Linked DNA regions of Mus musculus: all the other regions are linked to region 1. The links are chromatin contacts, called in public ChIA-PET and HiChIP or PLAC-seq maps. All regions are on one chromosome and are shown on one strand. The core of a region is the stretch at or near the end of the contact, and the rest is flanking DNA. Distances in the headings are between cores, read along the strand shown.

Region 1 (2,656 bases), core at 65-2,564:
TTTGTAGTCTTTCTCAGAATTCAGTGTGGGGCAGGGTAGGGGGATTTCTCTGGAAATTGCTATCTTGTTATGGTTATTTTTCTAAGAACAGCTCATTTTGTTTTGGCAGCTGTAGACTCAGTCATTTTGACTGCTATGTTTCTGAAAGTCCCTTCAGAGGGGAAGAGGCTGGGTGGTCTTGAACTTATTTTGGATTCTACAGTACCAGATATGGGTGTTGGAGTTGGAGGTGGGGTTAGGGTAGGCTAACTTATAAACCCAGATATCTATTTACTGGTAACAAAACAGTTAAAGGGAAGATACAATTTATATTGTTTATTCAATAGAGCTTGTATTTTTTTCTATAAAGGGTGAATTAGCAAATACACGAAGTATGAATGTATAGACGCACCATATTAAAGCCACTCTTTCTTTCTGGTTAGTTTATGTTGTCCAAAGCGTTCTACTATAAAAGTAACTTATGAGCACCGGTACAAACAACTCAATCGCTGCATTTGGCCTGTGGCCTTCCTGACCTCTTAATACCTGTTGTCAGGCAGATGGCTAATGGAGATGACAGAAACAAATGTACTGTTGAATAAAACAATTCTCCTCCTCCTCCACAGGATGTCTCTGCAGAGTCTTGGGTGTCCTGGAACTCCCCTGTAGACCAGGCTGGCCTTCAACTCAAGGAATCTGCTTGCCTCTGCTTCCCAGATTGCTGGGATTAAAGGCGTGCGCCACCACACCAGGCCCCAAGTTCTATTCATGTTCCAAGGGCCATGGTACTGAATGGGACAGATCACAATCCAAGTCCTCTAAAGAGAATATCAAAACCTGATTAAGTATTTTAAATAGAGAAGTGGTATGTTTCAGGTCTTCAGGATATTCGTCCCTCTTAAGTTGTAGAAAAAGAGCAGCAACGTTCACATGTACAACCAAGTTCCGACATTCATCGTCAGCAACTCTCAGGTGCGTTTCTAAGGACAAACTGCACAGGCGCTGGAACGCCAGAACCCTGACAACCAAGTGAAAACACATCCACGTGCTCGGGTCTCCTCCCGCGGTGCAAGCTCTTTGAAATCCAACAGAGAAAAATCGTCTTAGCATCCGTTCTTGCACTTTCGACATCGGCTTTTCGGCCATAAACCAAAACAAAATACTTAAATATTAAAAAAAAATAACCCAAACCGATGGTAACTCTTTTCTTGTATTTCTAGGCTCAACAGAGCATTTATTTGGAGTTTCTAGGCCGATCTTGAACGTCTGAGCCTGTGTGGAAACGGCGACACCCCTGGCTGCCGCAGCTGGGGGGGCGTGGCGTCTGTGACGTCATCTCCAGTGGCGCGGGCGACGGAGTTCCTTGGTTTTTCCGCGTGTAGCGTTGCTAACGCCGCCAGTGAAGCTGAGCCCAGGAGCGCGAGCGGCCGCCTTGCTTTCATCTGGTTGTCAGTTCGCGTCCGGGTCTCACGGGGATGGCAGACGATCTGGGAGACGAGTGGTGGGAGAACCAGCCGGCAGCCGCCAGCAGCCCAGGTAAGCTCTCGCCCGCCTCCCTCGTTCCTCCTGCCCTGGTCCTCGCCTCAGCTGCCTTACCCGCGTGTGGCAGTCGTGGCGGTCTGCCCGGAGGTGGAGCGCGGAGCCGTGGGAACATGGGACGGCGCGGGAACTGGGGAGGGACAACACCGTGTCACACGTGGAACGAGAGGGACCCCGTCGCCGCCTGCCAGTCTGAGAGGGCTACTTCCTGCGCTCTGGTTTTCTAGACTTTTTACTATTTTCTTGAGACTAGATAGACCGTTTCTGTACAGTTTGTCATAGTGGTTACCAGTAATCCCTGAACTAGGTTCAGATTGGGAATTCAAATCACAGACTCTGATACTCCGACACATTCTCCTTTTTCCTCACGTGTGAAAGGAGTAATTCTCTCCAAAAAATTGTGAAGATGTAGTGAAGGTAATTTAAAGTTGTATAGCACAACACAATTTTTGGCGTGTAGTATATGTACAAAATATTAAAGTAGCGTGTTCTTTATCATGTGTAGTTCGAGCCAGCAAGGGGCTTAACTCTTCTGCTTTACAGCAAATTCTTTTCTTTTCTTTTCTTTTCTTTTCTTTTCTTTTCTTTTCTTTTCTTTCTTTCTTTTTTTTTTTTTTTTAGACAGGGTTTCTCTGTGTAGCCCTGGCTGTCCTGGAACTCATTCTGTAGACCAGGCTGGCCTCGAACTCAGAAATCCGCCTGCTTCTGTCTCCCAAGTGCCGAGATTAAAGGTGTGAACCACCACTGCTCGGCTCCAACAGTTTCTATTATGGTGTACTATGTGTACCCATTCTGTGTGCAGTAGGCATTTTATTTTCAAGTAAAGTAGCATTAAGTAACCCCCCCACTCCAGTGGCCTTGAACATTTCATGCCCCATAAGACTTAACCATGCGATAGCTACTTCTATTGTTACTGTCTCAAGTCACCCTCCAAGGATCCAAGGTCCACCTGTCTCTAGTTTTAGATGGTAGGGTCAATGTCATATTTCCATTTATTTTGATCTCAGTACCATCTCACATGATAGCAAACAGAGTTAACACGTTTAGACCATTTCTCAGTGTGAAACTGAAAGTTACAGCATGGGTTTTGTGATTTAAGGGGAACAGAAGAGTAGAGTGTCAGTCCAGTGGCGAGTGG
Region 2 (2,656 bases), core at 107-2,606, 180 kb after region 1:
AGATTTATGAAAAGCAGGTTTTATCTGCCCTTAGAGAAGAAAAGCAGAAGGGAGAAGAGGACATATGACTTACAGCTTGCCAGACGGTCTGCAGAGCCAGCAGCGGGTTTTACTAGGAATGGCAGCTGATGGTATGCATTATCAGGGGATCATCAGGAAGGCTGGTGGAGGCGAGGAGGAGCCTGCTAGCCAGATTCCCCCTTTAGTAAAATCATCTTGAAGCTATTGTAGAGCTTCTACAGAAAATGTCTCCTACCATACTGATAGAACACCCCAAAACATTCCTATTTTTTGATATAAAGTCTATCGCAATAAACTTTGTTATAAATAACCTGTAAATTCAAAAACATAAAGAAGATTACTAAAAATAGTATTGATTATTTACAGGCAGCTAGATGCAGTTTTTCTTGTTCTGTTTGTTAACTTTACATATAATTACATAGATGGTAGAGGAGGGTAGCTACTTGTAACAGGAACTTTAGTGGGTGTGGGTGTGGCACTAATGACAGTTTAGGAGGGGTGGTTGTAGTAGTAGTAGTTGTTGTTGTTGTTGTTGTTTAGTATTTACCATCCGCTACTACATAACATTCATTATCTTATTTTCCCACCCTCTGCAATGATCTTGCTAGGTAAGTCTGACTCTCCTATAGAAAATAAAACTAAGGGCCTGGAGAGATGGATTAACCATTAACAGAGCTGGCTGCTCTTCCAGAGGTCCTGAGTTCAATTCCCAGCAACCACATGGTGGCTCCCAGCCATCTATAATGATATCTAATGTCCTCTACTGACATGTAGTGTACATGCAGAGTGAGTATCATGTACACAAAATAAGTAAAACCTTACAAAAATAAAATAAACCTGAGGTCCTGTCACACAACCACAGGAGATTAGGCTCACATACAAATCCACATCCACCTACCTGAAAATTCACCCCTTCCACTGAAGCATTGCTGGCCGTGCGTGAGACAGCTGTCTCCCTGTGTCCTAGTCCCTCTTCCCACAAAAGGGTAATTGGAAAAGCTAGCCTCGGTTATGTTACTGGACAGCATTGTTTTATAGACATGAATTTTATTCAGTATCATGGTTAGATAGTAGTAGAATGGTTTCAGCTGTTAAAACTTTGGAGAAAATCAAACCAATTGTGCCTTTAACATTTGTGGTTTGTGTGTCCATTCGCTGCTCCCAGTTTCATAGCAGCCTGCAGCCTTGAACTATTCACTGTCTGAACTTGCCCTCAAAGAATTCGCCCTCCCATTTTTTTCCCCTATCAAATGGCAGCCAATGAAAAACCCACAGGCTTGGCAACTGCTAGCCTGGAAAGCGTCCACTGAAACCCTCAGTTCCAGATCCCCTTTGAAAATCAGTTCTTAGAGTCTGCTGTTATCTTCTTGAAGCTGGTGACTAATGCTTGCAACATTGTAAAACCCTGCAGCCAACGCTGTCTGCAAGTCTTGGATTCTTAACTCTGACTCTGGACACTTACTGCCCAATAACTTCTCTGCACTCCACTCTTCCCCAGTAACCCAGAAAGCAGGTGTGAAGATGGGAGCTGGTTAGATTGCAGAGAACTGGAGAGCTTGGTACATTTCATAAACTGCCTCTGAGAGGCCAGAGTTAAAGTCAGGCACAGAGCTGCCGTATGACAAAGAGGCAACTCAGCCCCATTCCTGCTCCCCTAATGCTGTTATTTCATGAATTACTTTATAAGATGTGCCTCTCTCAAGAAATAATTATATTTTCTTCCAAATGAGATGTGGCAGTATGGAGGAAAATGGCTGTTTTGCGTATGACTGAATGGTACCAAAGTCCAGGGTTTTTTGCCAGCTATTTCATATGTAAAGCATGTTAGTTCATCCATGTTTCTTTGAAAGCACAACCTGACTCACAGCGTGAACATGGAGAAGCGCCGTTGCCATTAGCTGCCCACTTACATTAATGAGCCGTTATTGGAATTTGTGGACATGGCCCCCATGCAGAGATAATTTCCTGATAGGAATCAGAGCACTGATTTTTCTAGATAATCCCAAAAATATATCCAATAACAACTCAGGGGAAGTGGAGGGGGAGTGAGAACGCTGCAGGCAGGAGACGGGGATGGGCTAACGCACGGCTTTCTGTGTGGAGAGAATGTGTTCGCAGGGCAGATGTAGGGGATCATCGGCTCCTTCTTTCTTTACAGCGTGCAGCCTGCTTGATGGTGGCATTCTTACTGTGCTCGGATGTCATGGAAAGAATCCACTACATCTTCCCACTGATTTAAACAAGCAGTGCACCCTCTGAGTTGACTTTGGGCCAGAGGCCACCATGAGGTGAATAACCCCCAAGATTCTGAATAATAGACGGGTTATGCATGGCCTCAGCTCCCGTCTGGACTGACCTACCTCTTCTGCTCAGTTACGCACATTTCCTTATCAGGAAAACTGAGCAGACACACACACACACACATATATATATATATATATATATTCTTTTAATTTGACAGAAAATGTCTACTATTTAGGTAAGGCATCAAACTCAGATTTTTGGTACAGAAACACTCATAATTCAAATTAGGCTTTTTAAAGGTATTGCTGATGATAAAGAATGTCAGTGTTGGCTTTCACAACAGGGACAGGGGTGCAGCTCTTACAAGGCTTTCATTCGAGCAATGCATGCA
Region 3 (2,656 bases), core at 114-2,613, 140 kb after region 1:
TCGGAGGCTACGTATCTGTTCTCCTCCCAGGACAAGAGCAGCAGATTTCTCTCCGAATTGTTTTCAGAGGCAGACTGGATAAGTGAACTTTATTTTAATAGTCCTCAGTTTGAAAGTTGAACTCACTCCTGATTGCTTGTGAGTATTGGACAATATGAGTATTTCCATTGGATAACATAGAAGGGGCAGTTTATCACAGAAGGCCTGGTCACTTTTATCCTGGCTGAGTCGGTGCCAGTACACACAGATTCTGCTGTCACACCTTGGCTGATTCATTGTGGTGTGAAGCTGCAGTTTTTAGGGCCCGTGGGAGGATGTTCCTTTGAAACTTTCCTGAAGCCTGCTTTCACCTTGTTGACTTTGAAGCTCTCATTACAAACAGGTTGGAGAGAAAGTTACAATTGGGATATAATTCAAATACATTCAGTTTAATTTCAACTGAAAATGGTGCTTTAGCTGCTCTGAAATGAGCTAATCTGTATGGGTGAAGTGAACGGCAAGGAGACGGACAGTGAGCATGTAGGCACTCTCTTTCCCACCCCTTGGCATGAACCCTGGTGCTGGTTACACCCAGATCGATTCATCTCTACCACTTCTTAACTCTGAAAACAAGGGTGCATTGTTTGGTGTTTTGCAATGGTAGAACCAGGGAATAATTACCATACTAACCGGCTTGCTCAGACAAGTCCAAGGAGATAAGAAAAGCAATAAATAATTGCAATCAATAATACTGTGCCTACTGATGTTCCAGCCATTGTGCCCAAACCTTAGCTGATCTAGGAGAAGCTAAGCGAGAGCCTTATTGAGAGCCTTATTCACAGCCTTCTATGTTCTGTGCTTCTCCGCCCCCTGTGAAGGGCATTTCTGTCTCCAACAAATCCATGAGCAACTCTTGGTTGGGGGAAATATTCTAGATATTGGAAATGCAGCGGAGACCAAAAGAGAAAGTCCCAAGTACCATGCATTCTAGTATAGGAGTTTAACTAAAAGCCAATTTATGTGATACTTCATGTGATAATAAATGCTACGGGGGAAAAATGGAAGTAACAAGATAAAATGACTACAGTATTGAGATACTTGGAGAAAGAAATATTTCTGTTTTAGAAAAAATGGCTAGCAAGAAGCTGATGTAGTAGAATCTGAAATGAATACATATATATGTATTACTATATGTCAGTTACACACACACACATTATATATTCATTCCCAGAACATACCAAAAATATATTCTCACTCATATGTTGTGAGCTTCAGAAAGCCAAAATGGACTAATGCTGTCTATTTACTCTCTTTGGGGAGCAGACAAATGGCAGTACAGTACCTGACTTCATATGTCTAACAGCTCTCTAAGTGTGTGCTGATGCAAATCTACTTAAAGAGAGCAACAGGAAACTGTGGTCTAGGTAGCTTGTTCCTGCTTGTCTATAAATACACATAAAAAGAAACTGCATTTTACAATTGGATGACATTTGATATTCAATGAACCTCCTTTTAAAAACAACTTTAAGATCTTTTGGGATGTATAAACTTTGGGTCTGTCTAGTTTCAGTGTGTGATGCTTCTAATATTTGTAAGGCTTTCATTCAAAATTATTAAACTATGTCTATAACAAACAGACCCTGTAAACTTAGACGCAGTAACCCTGTGAGACAACTGTGCGAGACTGCAAGCAGGACTTATGCTCTACCCAACTTCCAAAAATCACCGTTCAAGTCAGTGGTTTTTCTGTAAGAACCTTGAAGATTGTACATTATCGTCTTCTACTTTACATCATTTGTATGAAAATGTTTGCCATAGTTTTTTATTCTGTTTAACTCTGGATAATGCCACTGCTCCCTTTTTCTTGGCCACTTCTTCATCAGTTTTATTTCAGCAGTTTGAATATGATGTGCGTTTGTTGTTACCAATTCCACTCGCAGTACACTAGCTCTACACTTTAGGAAACGTTTGACGGTGATTCGTCTTTCTTCTGTCCTGTTTGCACTCCTCTTCAGCAGTTCTTTTCCTGTTCCCCAGTCTTCTCTCCCTGTGGCTCACGAGCCCATGATGAAGTCCACGGAGAAGAGTTTAGTAAGTTGGCTTGAACTGCTCTGTGATGGCCGCTGTCGTGAGTCCAGTTCTCTTACTCTCTCCTCTCAGTGTCTCTGACCAAGTCCTTAAATACAGCACAGTGGTCTTACCTGCTAGTAGTTCCTTCTCAGTCTAGCTCACGGTTGCAGGAGCCCACAGGGAAGGTGTTAGGTTTGCCTCGCTGTGTAGGAAAGTCCCTAAGCTGCAATGTTTTTACAGTATTTTTATTTTGATGTTTATAGATTAGGGTGGTGTTCGTAAATAATTTTTTAGAGTGAAAATTTTAAGTAAGTGTCTTTATTGTTTTTTAAAGTAAAGCAGAATTTCCAAATGTTCTTGTCACTGAATCACATATCAAATCCAAGATAACTAGAATTTGAAAAGACTTTAAAATTCAGCTTTTTAAATTTTTTGCTCTCATGCTTTTATTCAGATTAACCAAGAGTGGGTAATTTATAAAGAAAAGAGGTTTATTTTGGCTAAATATTCTGGAAGCCAAAGAACATGGTGCCAAAATTGGCCTCTGGTGATGGCTTCATGCTGTCTCTTATCTTGGTGCAGACTACGAAAAGGAAGTAATTATAAG

What was found. ChIA-PET counts read pairs in DNA pulled down with a chosen protein or histone mark. HiChIP or PLAC-seq counts read pairs in DNA pulled down with a chosen protein or histone mark.
Region 2: an HNF4G HiChIP or PLAC-seq map of pancreatic cancer cells shows a contact between it and region 1. The contact joins the enhancer-like site here to the promoter of Cmss1 in region 1. A contact is called at or near these places in 1 of 39 promoter capture datasets (embryonic stem cells), 6 of 484 Hi-C or Micro-C datasets (CD4 T cells, CD8 T cells, bone marrow-derived macrophages and 3 more), 9 of 115 datasets of contacts at active chromatin or transcription factors (bone marrow-derived macrophages, effector CD8 T cells, embryonic stem cells and 5 more) and 3 of 9 other capture datasets (adipose tissue, liver and macrophages).
Region 3: an RNA polymerase II ChIA-PET map of effector CD8 T cells shows a contact between it and region 1, with 26 read pairs. The contact joins the enhancer-like site here to the promoter of Cmss1 in region 1. A contact is called at or near these places in 1 of 39 promoter capture datasets (embryonic stem cells), 3 of 115 datasets of contacts at active chromatin or transcription factors (effector CD8 T cells, memory CD8 T cells and pancreatic cancer cells) and 2 of 9 other capture datasets (liver and pancreatic islet).

What each region holds. Positions count from the first base shown.
Region 1 is chr16:57,605,525-57,608,180 of GRCm38.p6, reverse strand. Cmss1 (cms small ribosomal subunit 1) reads left to right here and starts at 1,314. Exons shown (of 10, transcript NM_025599.3): 1 at 1,314-1,515. The coding sequence starts at 1,455.
Region 2 is chr16:57,426,396-57,429,051 of GRCm38.p6, reverse strand. The region is part of intron 1 of Cmss1 (cms small ribosomal subunit 1); the gene reads left to right. All of the region lies in intron 1 of Filip1l (filamin A interacting protein 1-like), which reads right to left. Among named protein-coding and RNA genes, the nearest start is that of Filip1l, 74 kb to the right of the region's middle. Within about 2 kb of position 1,356, at least 60 of the 459 cell types and tissues checked have an H3K27ac peak or open chromatin away from gene starts, as enhancers often do. A contact at or near this core is called in adipose tissue, embryonic fibroblasts and pancreatic cancer cells, where this site is marked.
Region 3 is chr16:57,470,033-57,472,688 of GRCm38.p6, reverse strand. All of the region lies in intron 1 of Cmss1 (cms small ribosomal subunit 1), which reads left to right. The region is part of intron 1 of Filip1l (filamin A interacting protein 1-like); the gene reads right to left. Among named protein-coding and RNA genes, the nearest start is that of Filip1l, 120 kb to the right of the region's middle. Within about 2 kb of position 1,363, at least 91 of the 459 cell types and tissues checked have an H3K27ac peak or open chromatin away from gene starts, as enhancers often do. A contact at or near this core is called in effector CD8 T cells, memory CD8 T cells and pancreatic cancer cells, where this site is marked.